Linked DNA regions of Mus musculus: regions 1, 3 and 4 are each linked to region 2. Evidence: chromatin contacts called from public HiChIP or PLAC-seq and promoter capture Hi-C data. All regions are on one chromosome and are shown on one strand. Each heading gives the region's core, a stretch centred on a gene start, on an enhancer-like site or on the middle of the called end of the contact. The rest is flanking DNA. Distances are from core to core; before and after follow the strand shown.

The links. Promoter capture Hi-C pulls out the DNA fragments that hold promoters and counts their contacts. HiChIP or PLAC-seq counts read pairs in DNA pulled down with a chosen protein or histone mark.
Region 1: a contact with region 2 is called in an H3K27ac HiChIP or PLAC-seq map of microglia, with 7 times the contacts expected there. The contact joins the promoter of Ldlrap1 here to the promoter of Zfp593 in region 2. A contact is called at or near these places in 3 of 39 promoter capture datasets (embryonic stem cells, erythroid cells and liver), 1 of 484 Hi-C or Micro-C datasets (CD4 T cells) and 2 of 115 datasets of contacts at active chromatin or transcription factors (memory CD8 T cells and microglia).
Region 3: a contact with region 2 is called in a promoter capture Hi-C map of hippocampal neurons, with 3 times the contacts expected there. The contact joins the promoter of Zdhhc18 here to the promoter of Zfp593 in region 2. A contact is called at or near these places in 3 of 39 promoter capture datasets (hippocampal neurons, liver and pre-B cells).
Region 4: a promoter capture Hi-C map of liver shows a contact between it and region 2, with 3 times the contacts expected there. The contact joins the promoter of Maco1 here to the promoter of Zfp593 in region 2. A contact is called at or near these places in 2 of 39 promoter capture datasets (liver and pre-B cells), 2 of 484 Hi-C or Micro-C datasets (B cells and embryonic stem cells) and 2 of 115 datasets of contacts at active chromatin or transcription factors (bone marrow-derived macrophages and microglia).

What each region holds. Positions count from the first base shown.
Region 1 is chr4:134,764,884-134,769,963 of GRCm38.p6, reverse strand. It overlaps Ldlrap1 (low density lipoprotein receptor adaptor protein 1), which reads left to right and starts at 1,960. Exons shown (of 9, transcript NM_145554.2): 1 at 1,960-2,148. The coding sequence starts at 2,064.
Region 2 is chr4:134,242,396-134,247,939 of GRCm38.p6, reverse strand. Zfp593 (zinc finger protein 593) reads left to right here and starts at 2,349. Exons shown (of 3, transcript NM_024215.2): 1 at 2,349-2,636; 2 at 2,853-2,915; 3 at 3,010-4,634. The coding sequence starts at 2,437. The coding sequence ends at 3,151. E130218I03Rik (RIKEN cDNA E130218I03 gene) reads right to left here and starts at 4,177. Exons shown (of 5, transcript NR_040436.1): 1 at 4,118-4,177; 2 at 3,965-4,036; 3 at 3,527-3,705; 4 at 2,838-3,033; 5 at 2,067-2,517. It overlaps Gm30191 (predicted gene, 30191), which reads right to left and starts at 992. Exons shown (of 4, transcript NM_001372229.1): 1 at 588-992. The coding sequence starts at 677.
Region 3 is chr4:133,631,056-133,636,075 of GRCm38.p6, reverse strand. Zdhhc18 (zinc finger, DHHC domain containing 18) reads left to right here and starts at 2,647. Exons shown (of 8, transcript NM_001017968.2): 1 at 2,647-2,997. The coding sequence starts at 2,687.
Region 4 is chr4:134,849,991-134,855,455 of GRCm38.p6, reverse strand. Maco1 (macoilin 1) reads left to right here and starts at 2,111. Exons shown (of 11, transcript NM_025382.6): 1 at 2,111-2,418. The coding sequence starts at 2,339.

The sequences.
Region 1 (5,080 bases), core at 711-3,210, 520 kb before region 2:
GGGTCCATATGTCTCCCCCGGCCAGCCAGACACCACCACTGAGCTGCTCCTGGGCTCGTGGCCCTGGTGATTGTTTTCCCTCCAGGCTCAAAAAAAAAAAAAAATACATACATATATATATATGTATATATACATATATATATGTGTCTGCTGGTCTAGGATCTAGCTGACCCCGGACAAGAAAGCTGGGGGTCAGCTGTCACCTCTCTACTCACTTCTGAGCCTTCTGAGGGGATAGATGACTCACCAACCTGGTATGGTAGAAACCTGGAGAGGTCAGGAGAAGGAAAGAGCAGCCCTCCCTGCCTGCTGACAGCCCTCCAACTCCCCTCATACCGTTGTGTCCTTGAGGTCATGGTCTCTGATGCATGGGGGAATCACGGGGGACAGCATTATAATGTTCCAAGTTTAAAGCAATGGGAGCCCATGGGGAGAAATCTAACCCAGAGACAGTGGTCCAGGAGAGCTTCCTGGAGAAGGTGGGTGGATTTTTGAGGGCAGGGGCAGGAGTTATCGCCTCTAACTCCAGTCACACAGGACAGCTCCATGGGAAAGGTCTTCTTGCCTCCTTTACAGCTGAAACTTATAATGGCCAGACCATGCCCCCCACTAGGATTCCCACTGAGGCATCACTCTCTGACTCTTGGGGAACCACAGGTATGTCGTGTCTCCTGCTGTAAAGGAGGCTATGGCTGGCTGTACTGTCCACTCAGGCGGAGCACTTGGAACAGACAGGAGGTTTAGAAAGAGTGGAATGTGAGCCAGGCCTCCTTGGGCAGCTAGAGCACACAGCATGTGTGTCTCCCAGCCAGAAGAGATCTGCTGGCTTCTGAAACTAGCCAGAGGTCACAGCTGCGCTGCTGAAGCCCAGCTTCTGGAAGCCAGGTAGTGAACGCCAGACTCCTTTGGGCACAGTCTGAACCAAGGGTTAGCGGGTTTTTTGGTTTTTTGTTTTGTTTTCTTGGTTTTTTTTTAATAGTTAGAATTCTTTGTTATTTGGGTTTTCTGAGACAAAGTTTCACTCTATACCCCAGGATGCCTTGGAACTTGCAGGAATCCTCCTGCTTCAGCTCCATGAGCGCTATGATTACCGGTCTGAGCCATCGCTCCTGGCTCTAGAGTTAAATTACCAGCTTCCTGGGGCTGGAGCAGGTGCTGCCTTGGAAACAGGCTAGAGCAAGGCTACACACCGAGGGCCTGCCCAGACAGGCCGGTGGGTGCACTACAGATAGGATCACGCTTCATTTGACAGATATCATGACTCAGAGCAGGGAAGGACAGCCTGGGTCACACAGCATGCCTGAGTCTGCGTCTAAGGTTGCAATGTCCCTGAGACTGTGGGGGCAGAGGACAGCTAAGAAAGCTGCTAAGGGCATCTACCAATACACTCCCGATCCTTCCCAGCAAAATTCGCGGCCTTCATTCCCTCGTTCAAAGACTCCCATTGCTTTGGTGCGCCCCTCACTCATATTTATTTAATTATTTACATTTATTTTGTGTATGTAAGCAATGGGGGAGGTGCCACTGTTAGCGCCAGGAGGTCAGAGGACAATTTGCAGGAGTTGATTCTCTTCTTCTACCGTGTTGTCTCCGGGATCATTGTCAAGCTTGGCGGCAAGTGCCTTTATCCACTCGACCCTCTCCTTCCCATCTATCGTTTTTTTCTTTCTCTTATTTTTGAACAAGACCCTTATCGTTCTACCTTTCACTCTTCCCATCGGTGAAACGGTATCCAGGTGCCTTTTAGCTGAGCTATCTAGAAGGCCATGGGATCCCGTAGCTAGAGAACGGGGAAAGGCGCTGGGCTGGGAGCCTTGGTGGGTTCTGAGTTTAGGAACACCGCGCGTGCAGCCTCGGAGCCGGTCCAGGTCCGGGAAGGGCGGGGTTGCGCTCTAGGGGCGTGGCGGTGGGCGTAGCCCCTCCGGCCCCGCCCCTAGACGTCGCGGGGAGGGCGGGGGAGGAGCGCAGCGGGCGCGCGCCGCCTGGCCCGGCGGAAAGTTTTCCTGGAGGAGTTTTGGCGGCGGTAGCGGCGTCAGTGGCGGCGGCGACAACCGGAGCGGGCCATGGACGCGCTCAAGTCGGCGGGGCGCGCGCTAATCCGGAGCCCCAGTCTGGCCAAGCAGAGCTGGGCGGGCGGCCGGCACCGCAGTGAGTGTATGCGCCCCGGGTCGGGCCTCCGCCGAGCTCCGGGCCAAGGTGGACTGGGTGGCTTCGTCCCGCCCCGCGCGGCGGGGCCGGGGGTCATGTCCGGCTGCACGTCTGGGGCAGGTCGACAGGGATCAGGCTTAACTCGGGGTCCCCAGGTGTGGCGCGAAGGGGACGTCTAGAGCCTCTCTACCCACTCCAGCACAACCTACAGGGTCCCCTCTGGACGCTGGAGTTTCGCAGGTCCCTGCCTCGAGGGGCGATCCCAGCCCGGGTGCCATTCAGGGTCCCGCTTCCTCCCCTCTGGACGCGTCCAGGTGGCGAGGCTGGAGCCCAGGCTATTTACAAACCCTGTTTTCCTCCGTACTTTTCCTTGGGGGCTGGTCCGAGTCCCTGGGCACCTAGGCAAAAGGCAGACTCAGACTCGCTGCCATTTCTCCCGGGAGTCTGGAAGGGTGGAGAGGAGCCTCCCCCAGCCACCTCTCGGGTTACTTTCGGAGAGCCGTCACCTGGCACCCTCCCCCGAGGCCTGAGAAACCTAGCTTAGGTCCCTCCTCCCTTTTCATTCGCGTGGGATGATCACCCAGGCCTTCCCTTTCTGATGTGAAGCCAAAGTACCCGGGCTCGCGGCACACCCTCACCTGCCACCTACCTGGGGCCCCCCACCTCTCCCACTAACAGTACCCCCTCCCCGCCCCCAGCTTCTCGTCAGCACCTTCCCTTGCCGGGCTCCACCAGGGGAGCCCGAGTTTCCTAGTCCCTGGAGCGCCAGCGTGTCTGGGCCTCGGGAGCCCGCCCTGCCCCTCCTCATTCCCACTGTGGTGTTCCAGTTGTGGGCTCCTCCTAGCCCTGACTGGCATCGGGAACGCGTGCTGGTGCCTACTGGCGGGGGTGGGGTCAGAGGCCCCTTGGGCAGGGCATGTACTGACTTCCACACTTAACTACCAAAATAGCCCTTCAAAAATTCGTGGGATGTGACCAGGGCTTCTGAGTGTGACCTTCTCTTCCAGTGGACGAACCCTGTGGTTTTTCTACTGGGACAAGAGAGAGAAGGGTGGGTGGGGAAGAGGTCTGAAGGGGAGGGAGCCAGGAAGCAGGGGATGAATCTAGGGCATCAGGGTACATTTTGGATGGTGAGAAGTTTCCCTTCCAGCTCCAGCCTTAAGGCCGATCACTTGTTCTTAGTGATTCTGTTTCCTATCCTGGAAAATAGGGATAAAATTCCTGCGGGGCTGGGGATGTGTGTGTTGTGTTTGGTAGGATGCTTGCCTTAGCTTGCAGGAAGCCCGTGGTACTTTAAGTTCTTGGTTCCAGTATCGGCACTAAACAAATCAGGTGTAGCGGTTCGTGTCTGTACTCCCAGAACTAGGGAGTTGGAAGCCTACAAATCAGAAGTTCACAGTCATGAGGTGTCAGATAGTGAGTTTAAATGAGGCTGGTCAGGGATAGGTGTCAGTTAAGATGTTGCTAGTCTATTTTACAGGTTGGTGATGAGGTCTCTTGTTGTCTAGGCTGGCCTAGGACTTGCTGTGTAGACCAGGTGTGCTTTGAGCCTCTGATCCCCCAGTGCTGGGATTAAAGGTGTGCACCGCCATATAGTTATGTCCATGTCCTCTGGATTCAACCTGATTCTTATCAGGTTGGCCAGTTCTGAGATGGGGGCCTCAGCCTGTCTGTACCCTGGAGGGATGCAGCGCTCTCCTCTCTCCCTGCTCCTCCCAAAGCTCTGTGCTCACAATGAGCTCCTCAGAAACCTGGCCTATCTTTGGTTAAGTGTCAAGTTCGCAATATTCCTTTGCCGGGAAGAGTATTGCTTGGTCTGGAACTTTTGTGGGAGTGTCTGTGCTTGTCTTACTTGCCTAGAGGTGGTCTCAGTGAATGCATGCCCCTGCTTCTGTCTCTGGTATTTGACTTCTGTGAGCTCATTGGCTCCTGGGAGGTGACAAAGCTTGGGATTCTTATCTTCAGACCCATTTTAGAGATAGGACCGGGAAATGAAGTCCTAACTCTAGGCCTAGAGCATGGCCTGAGGCAGAGCTTCCCCAGCCCAGGGATCTTAGCCTTATTCCTTGGGTTTTCTGGCTGTTGGGGGGCAGCTCCACCCCAGGTTTGGCTAGCTGGCCCCCAGGACCAGGTTAGACAGGAAAGCCTTGGGTGTGGCCAGCATGAGAGGTTGGGACCTATCCAGCCCTTGGGTCTAGCGTTTAAGATCAAAGGCCAGAGCCTGTTAGATGGGAAAAGGGACTTGTTCTCAGGCGGGAGGACCTGAGTTCTAGTCCTGGGCTCCATTTGGAGGAAGGAGAAAACCGATTCCCAGGAATTGTGACCTCCACACATGCACGGGGACTCTTCTCCATAGACATAATGAGTATTAAAAACAAAACAAAACAAAACAAAACAAAAGCTCAGAGGACAAAGCAAAGATGAGGGATTCTGGGTAGAATCAGCCCCTGCTGAGAAAGAGAACCCTGGCTGGAGCTGCCAAGCACCGACCTGCTGGCTTCCCACTCACCTAGGAAGAGGACTCTTCTTTCTCATGGCCACTTCCCCTTATGAGACAGGGTTTCCCAATGTAGCCCTGGCTGCCCTGGAACTCACTCTGTAGGCCAGGCTGGCCTCAAACTCTGGGATCTCCCTGCCTCTGCCTCCAGAGATCTGAGAACAAAGGAGTGTGCCACCACCCCCACTGGCCAAAAGATCGCATCTCAGCTCCTTGCCAAGAATTTTTCCCAGCTCAGCGATATTCTTCCTAAAGGTCCTGGGGGTCACTGTGACCCTCATTCCTTTGTGGGTTGTGCTAGGCTGTCAGAGACAACCCCCAAAAGATAAATACAAAGTACCTGGTTCAGTAAAGTGATGGTAGGTGGGGAGCTACTCTTATTTACCTGTAGGCATGTAAATACCCTTGGGCATAATCCTTTAATCCCAGCACCGG
Region 2 (5,544 bases), core at 1,100-3,599:
AAGAGCACTCACGAGGCTAAGCAATTCATTCCTGTGTCCTCTCCTGCAGGAAGCTGGCTAAACAGAGACCTAGGCACAGCCCTCCAAATTTCTCTACCAACCAAACGTAGCCCCCGGAAATGCCCACATGAAAGCACGCAGGTACAGAATTCTGCTCAAAACGCACATGTATGGAAACTCACTAAATCCAGTTCACATCTGCACCGGACTGTCCACAGAGACACTAATTGTAGCATTCTCTTGCCGACACATCCACAGGAAGCCAGTCTTGGACACGCACCTGTCCAATCATAGGCTTATCCACCCCCTCGCCGGGCTTGTCCCTGCCCCCTGCCGCATCTATTTGTGTAACTGCCATTTATCACAACTACTAGACATAAACGGTCTTAGTTTCAAAGTCCTTTTTGCCTTCTCTCTCACAACCAAGTACGGCCTAAGTATGGCTTTCATCAGATGCTGCTACTGTGGTCCGCAGAGGGTGAGAGCCACTCCCTACTGCCATAAACAGGAGCTCACTACTCTGCAGGCAAGGGATCCCACTTTTGCTTAACTTTGTCCACTAGAAAGCTGTATAAAGTGTAACGTACTTTTGTGTCTACTGCCGATATTGGCGTTGGAACGATCTTTTTCGTATGGCAGCTCCTGAGATCCTTGGAGTCAGCGACTGCTTCTCTCATGGCCCTAGCTCTCCTTCATTTTCTTGAACATCTCTGTCGCTGCGCTGTGCTGTTTGGAAGCCCACCTACAATTGTCTTCTTCCCCAGACTATTTAATGCTCTCTGTGCTCCCTACCTTGGCTGGCTGTCTGTCTGGCCTAGAAAATAAGGACAGTACCCACCTCCTCTGCCAAGTTCTCTTCAGATTCTCCACTCAGCGTCTGTAGCACTTTGGACTTGTAAGTTTTCCAGAAGGCTTGGTTCATGGCTGCAGGGGAAAAGGGTCCTGGCACTCAGGCACAGAAGGCTGGTAGCTCAGTGGGCACCAGTGGCTCTGGTCCCAGAAACTTGGAAGAACCAAGAGCCTGTCCCCGGGATCCGGTGACTTCATGAAAGATGCACCAGTCTCCCCAGCTGGCACAGTGCCAGGCAGGTAAACTTGATCCCACGGATTCTGAGGTTGGGGCAGGCTTGTGCCATTTCAGCCCCAAGTCTTGACCCAAATTGGCCAAAGTTAATAAAGTCAGCTTTTTGGAGAGTCCATTTTTCTGCCTGCAGTCGGGAATACTGATGGCGGCTCAATAGCTGTAGAAAAAGTTTTCCACTTGAGTGGAGTCTTGAGTCCAGGAGCCATACCTATGCATCCTGTGATCGCTGCCATTCTAGCTGGGTCCTCATCAGGGTCCCACCCTGTGTCTACCCAGTCCTCATAAGTTGGAGTTGGAAGATCCCAGACCTCCAGTCAGCACGCTGGGCTTCCATTTCACTTCGGGTCTGGCCTAGAAACCTGTTCTCCCCAGGGATGCACGTGCCTCACTCCCTGTTTCCTGGCAACTGGTTCCAAAGAGCCAGAATGCTTAATTATTGCTGAGGTCCTCTGCCCCCATATAGTGGAGCTGGCTCTGGCCAGCCTGAGAGGCACCAGGCCAAGATGAGCAGAGGCACCATTTCTTGGTCATTTCCCCCTTTCCTGCCAGCCCTCCCTGGGCATAAAGAAAGAAAGCAAAGGTGGGGGGCTTCTTCTAGGGACATTTCCTCTTGGGCTAGTGATGTGGTGCCCCACCCCAAACTCCTCTGTTAGACTGCCTGCCTGGATTATATGAAGCCCTGGACACCAACCCCAGTTCTGAAGAACCAAGCAAGCAAGCAGCCAACCAACCAACCAACAACAGACAAAAAGCTCTTTTTGTAAAAAGAGCTGAGCACTCTTCAAGGACAGACCCCTTAGGTGGTAGATTCTTTGTGAAACAATTTTCTGCTTTTTGCCCCAGGAATTTGCTTGAGAGTGGGGGAGGGAGAACAGAGGAGAGATGTAAAATGAAACGCCAGTGGGGGGTAGGTGAGGAGAACAAGGCTCTTTGTTAGAACCTAGGGGTATCTCTGGGTGACCCATCCATGATTCCACACTAATTCTCATTTATGAAGTAATTTATTCATGGCACAAGCAACAGTGCTTCCAGAGACGTTAAAAGCATCCCCTACCACTGAAATTCGGGGTGTGGAAACCGGCAAGTGAGGATGGGGCGGGCAGAATAGTGGGACCGGCTCCCCTCAAGCCCGCTCACGCCCCGCGAGAGCCCAGTCACTATCATCGACGACCATCTGGGGGCGCTCAAACGGCCAACCCGACCGTGACGTCATCAGAGGCAGTCTGTCCAATCCTGCTCCGCCCCCGGGCGGGCCTCTCGTGACGTCACTGGGCGGCCCGGAAGCGCCAACACGTGTGGGTCTTTTCCCTACTCCCTGTTTCTTGGTCTTGTGTGTGGGTGTCTCTCTGATCATGGGTCGCTCTCGGCGGACCGGCGCGCACCGAGCACATTCCTTAGCCCGCCAGATGAAGGCCAAGAAGCGGCGGCCGGACCTGGATGAGATTCATCGCGAGCTGAGGCCGCAGGGGCTCCCGCGGCCCAAGCCGGAGCCGGACGCGGAGCCCGACCCGGACCTGCCAGGGGGCGGCCTGCATCGCTGTCTGGCTTGCGCGTGAGTCCAGCCTGGGGAGGAGCAGGGTCTGAGGTACTAGCTAGGGGCAGCGAGGTCCGGGCCGCGAGCCGCTAGAAGGTTCTGTCTTGGGATCCCTGGGTCAACCCGCCACTTATCACTTCGGGTTCAGAATCCGATGTCTGGGAACGAGCTAGGGCCAGGGAGGTGTGAGAGACCTCACCCCTTCACTCTTTCCCTCACCCTACATTCCTGCAGGAGGTACTTCATCGATTCAGCCAACCTGAAGACCCATTTCCGATCCAAAGACCACAAGAAAAGGTATGGAGGGGTCAGTAGAGGACTGGCGGATGGGTGCCATGCAGGAAGGGTTTGCACTCGGTGAGCTCCGATCTCCAACTCTTCTTTTTCCCAGGCTGAAGCAGCTGAGTGTCGAACCCTACAGTCAGGAAGAAGCTGAGAGGGCAGCGGGCATGGGCTCGTATGTTCAACCCCAGCGGCTGGGCGTGCCCACAGAAGTGTCCACTGATATCCCTGAGATGGACACGTCCACCTGAGTGGCCTAAGGATGCAGGGCAGAGGAACTGCCCATGGGCAGTGGTTCATCAGCCAAGCTGAGAGTGTGTATTTTGGATTTCCGGTTTGCGGAGATGCTCTCTTCCGGGTGTTCTGCCCAAAATAAAGGACCTGGACAAGAGGGCACACCTCCGATACTAACTTCCCTTACCAGGGGTTTCTGGGCCAAGATGTCTACTCCCTACTAGGTCCAGCTTTGGAACGGGTATCCTCCCCCTGCTTCTTTGGATCTAGGCTGGAGTCTGGCTAGGTACAGCGTAAAACTTGGGAGTAGGATCTAGCGATGGCTGAGACTAATCCCCAAGGGGAAAAAAGTGGGATTCGGATATTGCAGCCCCCTCCCCTGAATCGCCTACCTCCAAGCCTGGGCGAGAGGCTACCCGCCTCATCACGGGGCCTGTGATGGTTGCCGCTGCTTCACCATCTTCCATACTGCATAGCAGGAGCCACCTAACCCGAGGACAGCCAACAATGTAGCCACAATCCCAACCAGGGGACTCCGGGGCTCTGCCTTCAGCTCCCCAGCCACCTGCATCTGGGAGAGCACAGAGGGTGCACGTGAAGGGTCAACTGAGGCTTCTAGGCAGGAAGAAGGGTATAAGATGGCGCAGCTGGGTAAAGAAGATGCAGGCGCCATTTCTGCCCCAGGGAGATTCCACCCCAATCCTTCTCGCCTCACTGCCCATCTGGGTCCCGGCTAGTCAGGCAGCAGGGAACGTGACAGCCTGACTGTTGGGGGTATCAGACGTGTCGTTGGGGGAAGTTGGGAGGAAGAGGTAGGTAGATTTCCTTACCTGTAGCACCCGGAAGTAGCCAGGAGTCAGGCGTCGAAATCTCATAGTGGGGGCACTGTCCTCCCTGTTGGCCTGTGAAATGGGAACAGAAATGAAGACTGGGTGTCGCCCAGGGTGCCAAGAAGTGGACACCAGAGCATAGGGGTCCCTGACCTATTTGCCTGGGCACTGTATGCTCAGAGGATGCTCACCGATGCCGGCTTACCCAAGTCTGGCAGGGGGCAGGGCGGCTGGATCTTTAAATCTGGTCCCTCCCCCCCTGCCTGCTGCTGCCTTGCCAGCCTTAGGAGCAGCTGTCAGGAGGGATCAGCATCAGGCCTGAATATCAGCTCCTCCCCCATTTACCAGAGAGGCCAGGCCAGGCATGTAGGCCAAGTCTTGGCTGACAGTGCCCAGGAGTCCCCGCATCCATCAGGTACTAGGCAGCCTCCCTCGGCCCTGGTCTGAACTGGATGTGAGCATTCAGCAAAAGAGGCCATACAACCTGTTAGCCACTTGACCATTGAGGTTCTGTAAATTCAACTACCTTGGTGGGAGGGTACACTTCATCTCCACCCCCCAACCAAAGATGGAGTTCTCACAAGAACATCTTTTGTGGGCTTGAGGGTGACAAAGGTTTGCTTGTGCCATTAAGCTGTCTATAATGTTATGTTAAAAAATTTTAACTACATTTATCAGTGTGCATGTATTTTGTTATCTCTTGCTTTTTCTTTTTTTGAGACAGGATTTTTCTACATAGCCTCCTGGCTGTCCTGAAACTCGCTATGTAGATCAGGCTGGTCTTGAACTCAACAGAGATCCACCTGCCTCTGCCTCAAGAGTGCTGAGATTGCCGGGCAGTGGTGGCGCACGCCTTTAATCCCAGCACTCGGGAGGCAGAGGCAGGCGGATTTATGAGTCTAAGACCAGCCTGGTCTACAGAGTGAGTTCCAGGACAGCCAGGGCTACACAGAGAAACCCTGTCTTGAAAAAACAAAACAAAATCCAAAAAACAAAAAGTGCTGAGATTAAAGGTATAGGCCAGCATGCCTAGCTTTTTGTTCTCTGTGAAAATGAAGGGGTGGGGGGAAGGACAGTTTTCAGAATAGTATGTGGAATATCTAAATAGAGAATAAGAACGCTCCAGTGCAGTGATGGGGAGGGCTCTAGTTCAGTGATAGAAAGTCTGTCTGTCCTTTGCAGGCTCTGCAAAAGATCCCCAGAACCACCAAAAAACAAAACAAACAAACAAACAAAAACCTAAGAAAGGAAAACTACGTAAAAAGTGTTGGCTGGGTATGATGGCACACTCTAATCCCAGCACTCAGGAGGCTGAGGAAGGCAAATCTCTTGAGTTCGAGGCCAGCCTGGTACACAGAGTGAGTTCCAGGACAGCCAGGGCTGTGTAGTGAGATCCTGTCTCAAACAAATAAAAACAATATACACACACAAAGAAAGAAAAGCAAGGAAGAAAGAAAAGAATACAGGGGCTGGCAAGATAACTTAGTGGGTAAGAGCACTGACTGCTCTTCCAAAGGTCCTGAGATCTGACACCCTCTTTTGGTGCTTCTGAAGTCAGCTACAGTGTACTTAAGTATAAT
Region 3 (5,020 bases), core at 1,398-3,897, 610 kb after region 2:
TCCCTTGTTCGACTGCAAAAGCATAAACAGTGGGGGCTGGAGAGATGGCTCAGCGGTTAAGAGCACTGACTACTCTTTCCAAGGTCCTGAGTTCAAATCCCAGCAACAACATGGTGGCTCACAACCATCTGTGATGAGATCTGATGCCCTCTCCTAGTGTGTCTGAAGACAGCTACAGTGTACTTACATATAACAATAAATAGTAAATAAATCTTTTTTTTAAAAAAGCATAAACAGTAAGTTTAGCTGGGTGGGGTCTTGTTCCCGCATCACCACTTCCTTGATCTGTTTATCTCCTTGAACTCAGGATTCAGCCTGACTTCACTTCCTCGAACCATAGGTTTTGTATTTTTCCTTTTTAAGCTTGCTCCTTTTCATCAAAACACTTATCATAAAGAGTGAACATGGGCTGGTGAGATGGCTCAGTGGGTAAGAGCACTGACTGTTCTTCTGAAGGTCCTCAGTTCAAATCCCAGCAACCACAGGGTGGCTCCCAACCATCCATAATGAGATCTGACGCCCTCTTCTGGTGTGTCTGAGGACAGTTACAGTATACTTATTTATAATAAATAAATAAATCTTTAAAAAAAAGACCTCTCTGCCACCATATTTATTTAAAAAAAAAAAGTGAACGTGGGGGCTGGAGAGATGGCTCAGAGGTTAAGAGCACTGACTGCTCTTCCAAAGGTCCTGAGTTCAAATCCCAGCAACCACATGGTGGCTCACAAACATCTGTAATGGGATCTGATGCCCTCTTCTGGTGTGTCTGAAGACAGCTACAGTGTCCTCATGAGTGAACTTAGTAACCACACAACAGAATTTATATCAGGCTGTTTTGAGATTTCCTTTGCTAATGCAATTAATCTAAATGTCTTCTTCACTTTAGCCTCAGGCGGATTCTTCAGACAAGGGAAAAAAGCAGCCACATTCTTCACCAAAATACCACAAAAACAGTCTCTAGGCCACGCATTAGCAGTCTTCTCCTCTGAAACCTCCTGAGCCAGGCTTCCAGAGTTCAAATACCATCAGCAACAAAGTCTCCCGTATCCCTACGAGGGTGGCCCATTAAACCCCACAGAAAGCACTCCACTGCTTTCCAAAGTCCTAAGATCCACATGTCTCCAAACAAAAGCATGGTCAGGCCTATCACAGCAATACCCCACTTCTAGTACCAACTTCTGTCTTAGGGTTTCCATTACTGTGAAGAAACACCATGACCAAGGTAATTCTTATAGAGGAAAACATTTAATTGTGCTCTCATTACCTGGGCCAAGCATATTCAAACCATCACAGTGGTTAAGAGTACTTGCCGAACAATCATGGGTGCCCCAGTTCAGACCCCAGCATCTACCTAACCATTTAGGTATCTTACAGTGAACTTCGGCTCTGAAGGATCTGAGACCTTCTTCAGGCCTCCATGCATACGTAGGCCTGCCCTCTCGGTCTCCCCACGTGCACGTTCAGTCACACAAACACAAATGATCTGTCTTAGGGCAGGTGGAGCAGCTCAGTGCTAGAGACAGGGGTTGCCCAGCTGGTGAGGTCCTGGGTGGGATACTCAAGTATCCCAAAAGCAAAACAATCCCTGTTCTTTTGTTTTGTTTTTCGAGACAGGGTTTCTCTGTGTAGCCCTGGCTGTTCTGGAACTCACTCTGTAGACCTGGCTGGCCTCGAACTTAGAAATTCGCCTGCCTCTGCCTCCCAAGTGCTGGGAGTAAAGGCGTGGGCCACCATAGCCAGCTAGCAATCCCTGTTTTCACAAATGGATGCTAAACTCTCCTTGTCAGGTTCAGGAAGTGCACAAGTCCTTCAGAGAAACCTCGCTGGTGAGCCACTGCAATGAGCTCTAGTAACTTTGGGTGGAGTTTCAGCAAAACTCCCAGGCCTCCAGTCACATCACGAGAAATAAGTTCCACCATCAACTTGAATGGTTTGCAAGGAGGCTGGACCCCATTTGCTCCAGATAAGACTGCCTGATTTAGCCCTATGAGCTTTGGGGGTGATGCATGTAAAAGAATTTGCTAAAATATTTCTGGACTTCCGACCTGAGTCCTAGAAAATATAGTGTGCGCGTGTGTGTGTGTGTTTTCAGCTGAAACAGGGACTCACTTGTAGCCCAGCTCGTTGCAAATTCACCTTGGACCTTGGCCTGAAGGTCCTTGAACCCTACTTGTCTCAGTCACCAGGAGTTAGCCCACCCCAGTTCCTGGTTGGTTAGGTCTGTTGTGAAAACACCCACCTGAAAAAAGTTTGGGGCCCTTAGGCATGATCTCCATTTGGGGATTATCTAGAACCCAGGGTTGAACCTAGGACAGCAGGGAGGGAAAGACTAAAGGATATTTCACTCACACCCCTTTAGACACTCGGAACTTTCAAAGCACCCTTACCAGCTTGCCCTCAGAGGTGGGCGAGCCTGGAGTGCCTGAGCTGTCCCCTGAATCTCTGACTCCTAAGGCAGGGTCTGAGAGCACCGGCAGCTGAGGGAGCCCTGGAGGCCGCATCTGCAGAGCCCGGGCTGGGCGCAGGAGGCGCTGCGGAGCGAGCCGGGGGCGGGGCGGCAGCGGAGAGGCCAACCCGAGCGAGCCTGCCTGCCCGCCCGCCAGCGCCGCGCGCGCCGCCGCCACCTCCGCTGCTCGGCCCGGTCCCGGAGCGGCCGGGCGCGGAGCCGAGGCCCGCGGCCGGCCGCATGAAGGACTGCGAGTACCAGCAGATAAGCCCCGGGGCCGCCCCGCCGCCCGCCTCCCCCGGGGCGCGTCGCCCCGGCCCCGCCGCGCCCCCTGCTCCAAGCCCCGGGCCCGCGCCTGGCGCGCCGCGCTGGAGCGGCAGCGGCAGCGGCAGCGGGAGCCTGGGCCGCCGGCCCCGGCGTAAGTGGGAGGTGTTCCCGGGCCGCAACCGCTTCTACTGCGGAGGCCGGCTCATGCTGGCCGGCCACGGCGGCGTCTTCGCGCTCACGCTGCTGCTCATCCTCAGCACCACCATCCTCTTCTTCGTCTTCGAGTGAGTTCGCCCACCCCCACCCCGGCACTGCGTCCCCGGCCGCCGCTCCTTCCCCGCCCGCATCCGTGAGCCCTCGGGCCTCCGCCCGCCGCCCCGGAACCCCGGAACCCCTTCTCGCCACCCGGACCTTGGGTGCCCCGCCCGGGTCACCAGCTTTTGCCGGGTCCCTCAGGTCCACCTGCGGTCACTCACTGGCTGGTTCTTGCCTATCCCAGGCTCTTTCTGACCCTTCTAGGCGTCTTTCATTCCTGTCCTCAGACAAGTAAGTTTTTGTGTCCTTTGGCTGTGGACACCCTACCATGAATTTTTCTAGGCGTCCTCTCAAGTCCCTCCAAGGTTCTACAGGGTCCTGGCTCCCACACCCGCTTTCCCTCAGTCATGGTCACCCTAGGCCCGGAGGCAGTCCTCCCTAAAGCATCTCTGGGCCTCTCAGACAGGCCCTTCTCTCTCCAGCACTTTCCTTAGTTTCTCCAAAGCTTCTTCCCGACGCTCTCTTAGCTCCCTAGTCCTCTAGGTGTCTCCCACCCTGCCCTGTCTCTTTCCCCTCCGGACACTCTGCATCCCTCGGTGGCGGTCCACCACCGGGACAGCGGGCGGCATCAAGATCCTTTTCAGGAAAGAGACCTGAGTGCTTTCACACGGCCTGTCTTATTTGCCCCTATGGGCTTCTGACCTTTTCCCAGTGACCTAGGGTTGGCCTACACTGTAGCTCCGTTTTAGGACTGAAGGATGGAGGAGTGGCTGCTTATAGTTTTCTCGGGCCACTCATGCATCCAAAGTTTCCACCCACCCTCAGCCTCTAGCTGGAGTCACTTGCCCTGTGACTCCTTGAGGGCACATACACCCCCACTTGAACGCACCCGGGGTGAGTCCCACCTTTCCCTCCTACTTCTTCCTATTGGTTTCTTTTATTATTCATTATGGTTAAGAACTCCATCTCTGGCTCCAGTCCCAGCTCCACCTCCCACTAATTGTGTGGCCTGCAGGCAGTCATTTTACGTTTCCAAACCTCAGTGCCCTCACCTGTAGAATGGGGACTTTAATAGTACCCACCCCCGACAGGGTTCTATTGAGATTGGTCATGCTTGCAAGCCTTTAGCTTTTTTTTTTCCAGATATATTCATTATTTATTTATTTATTCTTTTTCGTCCAAGCTTCTAGCACTTGATGTTGGCAGCTATTACTTCCCCGGGGTTGGGGGAGGGGGGCACGCATGTCATGATGAGGCTGTCTGAAAGACCAGTTCTCAGATCACTTTCCAGGACCTGGATTATGTCTCTGTAACTACAAGGTGAAGACATCCTTCCTTTCCATCCTCCCCCAAAATGCTCTGCCCTTCCACTGGATCAGGACAGGAAAAAGAAAAAAAAAAGTTCAGGGTGGTTTACACAGAGGAGCACTGGGATCCCAGCCTGAACCTCGGGCCAAGTTTCGTTTTCACCTCGCTATGACTATGGCTTCTTGGGTGCTGTGGAAATGTTTTTTCCAGAGCCCTGAGGCCATTCTCTGTGGTGCTCACACCCAGGGTTATGGCCCAGGCAGGAGGAAGGCGTGCTGGCTGCTCTATACTGCTTTTGGACTTGGGTATCTTCCTAGTGGTACTGCGCTGCCCGGAGCCAGGAAGGAAGGATTCCTGCGCTTAGCGAGAACAGGCCAATCACCTTGACTTTTCTCTCCTCTTGTTACTTGGGTGGCAGCTTTGGGGACAGGGTTTGGTGACATCCTATAGTCCTGCTGGGTGTTTTGGGGTTGCTCGGTGGACACACCTTTAGTGAGGACAGGGTTGGCAAGAAGTGCTCACTCCTCATTGCTCTGGGAAGGTACTTGGCTCTTGGGGGAGGACCTTTCCTACTGCGAATCGTTTTGCTTCCCTGTTGGCTGGGAAGTTGCATCACACCCTACCAGGCGTCCCAGCTTCTACCACACTTCCCATTCCACACAGCAGACATAACCCCTGGACATCAGACTTCTGGCTCCCGGTTCTCCCTCTCAGTTAGAGCCCCGGCTCTGATGTTGGCTTCCT
Region 4 (5,465 bases), core at 862-3,361, 610 kb before region 2:
GTAGCTGGGTTTAAAACAGAGCACGTAAGCCTGCATGGTGGCACACACCCTTAATCCTAGCACAATGGGAGGCAGCAGAAGGTAGATCGCTGTGAGGTTGAGGCCAGTCTGGTGTATAAAGCAAGTTTCAGGGCAGCCAGAGCTACAGAGAAACCCTATCTTGAAAATCAAAGAAATACACACACACACACACACACACACACACACACACACACAGAGAGAGAGAGAGAGAGAGAGAGAGAGAGAGAGAGAGAGAGAGAGAGAGAGAGAGAGAAATATGATCCTGGTGTATAGACCAAGTTACAGGTCAGCCAAGGCAAAGCAAGAAACCTTGTCTCAAACCAACCAACCAACTCAAAAGGATTGCTTGCTTGAGTGGCTCACAAGAGGAGAGTAAGTTCCCATGCTAAGACTCTGGGTACCATCAACACTGGGTTTCCCTTCCAGGTACCAGGGAAATCTTTGAAGGCACTGATGGGAACTTAAGAGCTTTGGAGTGATGTTGACTAAGATGGGTGACCACTGGCCAGGAGAGGTGCCTGTGGTCCCAGGGCAAATCAAGATGGCATCGAGTTACTGGACATATAAAAAAGTAAAAGTGTGCTAGATGACTGGGGACTCTAGTTACTGAGGGGGTGAGGTGGCAATGCCACTTGCTAGGGCATTCTGCAACCTCTTAAAGAAATCTTTATAAAAGGTTGTAACAACACGTAAAACGAAGACTCTGATATGAAACCAAATGTCTACTATGTGCTCGATTCTATTTTATAGAAATAATAACAACTAAGCAAGAAAATTGTGTAAGACATACACTAAAATGCTTCTGCCAGTAGTCAGGAGCCACCAGTGATTTGCTTCCTATGGCTACTTTCCCACACTTCCCCGGTTTTGCTATTTATTTATTTATTTATTTATTTATTATTTGTTTGTTTATATAAATTGTTGGTACATGTTACAGCCTTGGCGGTCTTCACTTCGTAGACCAAGCTGGCCTCGAGCTCAGCGATCCACATGCCTCTGCAGTGCTGGGATCAAAGTGGTGCGCCACCAACAACGCCCGGTAGTCTTTGCCGCTTAAAAACCAAAACCAAACTTATTTAGGAACTGTGTTTGTGTGGGCGTGCGTGTGGGAGGTCAGGCGGCAACTTGTAGGAGTTCCTTCTATCCGCCCACCACGTGGATTCCCGGGTTCGAACTCGGTCCTCAGACTTGGCAGCAAACGCGTTTCCCCGCTGAGCATCTCACTTGTCTTTTTGCCGTTCCGCCCTCACCGGTAAGCTACAGAGCTAGTGGGCGGAAAGAGCAAACGACCGCCTCACGCAGCCTCTGAGGCCGGGGAGGAGCCCGCGGAACCCTCAGCCTGCGCAAACCTGCGGACGTGGAGCCCGGCCACGCCGCCGCACACGCCCCCGGCAGCCCCGCGCGGCGTCGCGCGCACCCGAGGGGCCGCCCCTCTCTGGTGACGCGAACCAGGGGCGGACCCGCACAGGCCCCGCCCCACCACCTCCGATTGGTCGGCGCGCTGTCACCACGTCGCGGGAAGCTGGCAGGGTGTGTGTGAGTGTGTGTGTATGTGTGTGTGGTTTGCTTTGTCATTCGTGGCCCGGCTGACGCGGCCGGTATGGCTGCGTGCTCGGCTGCCCGCAGAAGGGGCCGCGGCGGCGCTCCCGGGACGCCCTCTTACATAAGGACGCGGCTGACTGAAGCACATGTCAGCGCAAGGTCCCCACACGCAGCGCACCACGCCGTTCGGTTCTCACACGCCAGGCGGGAGCCCGCGGCGCCGCGCCACACGGTGTACGCCGACGTGGGCCTCCCCACGGCGAGACGCAGCCCAATAACCGCGAAGCGTACCTTCGCAACAAGGCATAATATAGGATGTTATATTTATAGGGCCTATTTATAAGCCTCTATTTAACTCTTTTCTGATAGGCCCGGCCACGCGTCTAGGCCTTATCCTGATTGGTGTGTCCTTCTGTCCTTCAAAAAGGCGGGCTTAAGGGTCCGTGTTGCCTCAGCGGGCACCGGGATTGGCCGTGCGCGGCGCGGCGGCGCCTTCGATTGGCTATGCGGGCCGTCCGTCGCGGCAAAGGAGGCGGGGCGGGCGGCTGGCTGGTGCGGGGCGGGCGGGCCCCGGAATTGTCATTTCTTTGTTTCCGAAGGCGGAGGAGGCTCGGCGCCCCCCTCCTGGCCCCCTCCCCCCCGGTGCTGGCTCCATGTCTGTGTGACCGGCCGCAGGGGTAGGATTCAGGCCCGACGCGGGGCGGGCGGGCGACGGCGGCTGAGGTGAGAGGCGGCGGCGGCGGCGCGGCTCGGGCACCGGCCCCCCAGCGGGAGGATGAAGCGGCGGAACGCCGACTGCAGTAAGCTCCGCCGCCCCCTGAAGCGGAACCGGATCACCGAGGGTATCTACGGCAGGTGAGCGGCGGTGCCGGGCGTGGGCCAGCGGGTCCCGGGCGCCGCTCGGAAGGGGCCCGGCCCCGTTATGTAACCCCCCGACTAGGCCGCATGCCCGCGCCGGGGGCTCTCCTGAGGCGCGCCGCCCGCGGAGCGCCGGGCCAGCCAGCCAGCCGAGGGTCCGCCCCGGGCCACGGGGTGTGGCGAGGGCCAGGCGGAGGGCGCGGCGGGCGCGGGCGGGAGCCACGGGGCCGCCGTTGGCGGTGGTGTGTCGGGGGGAGGGGCGGCACCCCCGCGGCCCGGAGCCCAGAAGCCCGGGGGTCCCCAGCAGGCTGTGCGCTCGGTCCCCTACCGAGCCCGGGTCACGCTGGGCTCGGGGGTTGGCTGCCCGAGGCTCGTGGACGCGTGCGGCCGGGCGAGCGAGCCGCCAAAGTTAGGAGCTGCCAGGGGCGCGGGACCCTCGGGCTCGGGGCGGGGCCACGCCGGCTACTCTTCTGCGCTCTGCTGCCTCACGGGGTCCCCACCTTGGCTCGGAGCGCCCAAGGCTGATACCCCCAGATCGTGCCGGTGACACCGCTCCAGACCGCGGCTTTTCTCAGTTCCTCAGCAAACATTCTGACAATTGCAAGCAGATATTTTGCAGGGATTCTCGCCCAACTCAGGTTTGGGGATTTTTTTTTTTTTTTTAAATCCTCTGTTCATGAAGGAAAGTGGTGTCCCTTTAAATAGAAATTGAATCCACTTCTCCTGGACAGAAGGACAACAGGTTCATGGGGCATTTCGGTGACTGTCACAGCTTCCCCAAGCCCAATTTGTGTGCGGAGGTTATTTTCTGGAAATGCCTATTTCCGAGGCGAAGTAATTAGTTTACGACAGAGAGTGCTCAGCATGCGGTTGAAGGCTTTACTTGAGTCCTCTTGGCGCCTTACGGTTTAGGTCTTGCTGTGAATCTTGGAGAAAAATACAGGCGGTAGCTGATGACATCCAAGTTGTAGCATAGCTGTACACCTTACACATGCGGTTGTTTACACGTGTGAAGTGGCTGCCCTCCACAGGCAGGTGACTTACCTAACCATGAAGGGGGATTCTTCAAGTTTAAAAGGAGTAAGAAGTCAAAATCCTAGGCTAGATGATACGTAAGGAGCCACGGATCGCATCCATTCATTCAACAAACGTGAATACTATTTGCTCAACAGTGTTGGAGTCAGTCAGGACACAGCTGTTAGCAAAACCGATGAACATGGTTGTTGAATCAGATGTGACAATAAGTAAAACTGAAAAAGCAAACCCAAAATTTTCTGGCAGATTGAATGGGTGGAGGCAAGCCTGCGTACTATAAATTCTTGAATGAAGGAAGGCTTTTTTCCTTAGCCATTGAAAACATTAGAAGAACTTCCCATTAATAGCAGCGCAAGAATAGAAAATAGAAAAAGTGTGTTAAAGTTGGCAGGTTAGGACCCTGTGGTATTTGAATTTCTATTCACAGTCACAGAAGATGAGCCCCCTCATGACAAGATTGGAAACAGCTGTGTTGTTTGCCTGATTTCTGGTGTATTTTAGCTTTTTTCCTATTTAAACAAACACCTGGTTTATGACTTGTAACTCAGCAGCGGAGCAGTTGACATGGAGTTCCTCTTTTAATGAAGATCTATTGTTATACTAATGGGCCTTACTTAGCCTTTGAATTTCCTTACCCTAAAGGTTAATAGTAAAAACACTACGTCCATCATTCAGTTTCATGTGTAAAACTTCAAAAACCTAATTGGTGCTTCAGCTCTGTCTGCTCTCAGCTCTGTTGGGCTTTCTTTGTTAAATGTCAGTAAAGGAACATAAATATATGTCTACCTGTCTTTTTTGTTTGAGGCAGAGTATTTCAGTTCCCATCTCTGTTTCTTTGTGTTATGGAGTACCGCAATGGGAAAATCATACGGTGTTTTATCCCCTTTCCGTTTTTAAGGACTGTGTTGGAAAACTTCCAATATTTGTTAAGAAAATGGAATGAGTGGGCTAGTTATAAATTAGGACATTTGAGGATTCATGGATATCAAATGTCTGTTGATCATCAAATTAAAGTCTGTATTCAATTCTGTTTCATGCCATCTATTGCCTGTTTTGTTTCTGAACATCTGGCCAATTTCATCTCATTAAAAAGGAGCCCTCTTCCCAAGGGCTGTGTTGACAATTTTGATATCCACTGTCTAGTCTTCTGTTTCATAGCCTAACCTTCCATGGCGTACTGTGTTCACGCTTCTCTTGTGCCTTGGCATGTGTGAGGGAGCTGCTAAGATGAAAAGCACTGGACTGCAGCCTACCAGAGACCTGGGCCAGACTCAAAGTCCCAGCCCTGATGCTTTGGACGAGTAGAACATCCACTACTTTGAAGCTCACTTCTCCCACCCGTTAAATGACCTTTGAAGATATATAAATATACATGTGCATATACAAACACAGTTTGTTGTGGAACTCCTTATAAATTCCAATGCTTTATTCAGACATTTTTTTTACCATATTATTGCTATTATAGCCTATTCTTTAAGGAGGCATGAAAGGCCATTAGATTTGACCCAATCAAAAGCCAAAGTTGACTAATAATAACACGGGACCACTTGCTGCTCAGTGCTGCTTTAAAGCAATGAATCTCAACCTTCCTAAGCTGAGACCCTTCAATACAGTCCCTCATGTTGTGGTGACCCCCAACCGTAAAATTAATTATTCTCGTTGTTACTTCATAACTAATTTTGCTACAATTATGGATCATAATGTAAATACCTGTGCTTTTTGATGTTGATGGTTTTAGGGCACCCCTGTGAAAGGGTCATTTAACCCCCAAAGGGGTTGCAACCCACGAGTTGAGAACCACTGCTCTAAAAATCCTGGTGCTTTAATCATGGGCAGCTATTTCTGAGGTGATTGTCAGAGGAGATCTCTCATTGTCAATATCATAGCTCTGTTGGAATTCTGTTTGAGGGCCAAGATGCTAGGGAGTGTTAATCTGAGGTATTGTATTAATGCTGTATATATGTACATATATATACACACATATATACATATATTACATAGATATGCAT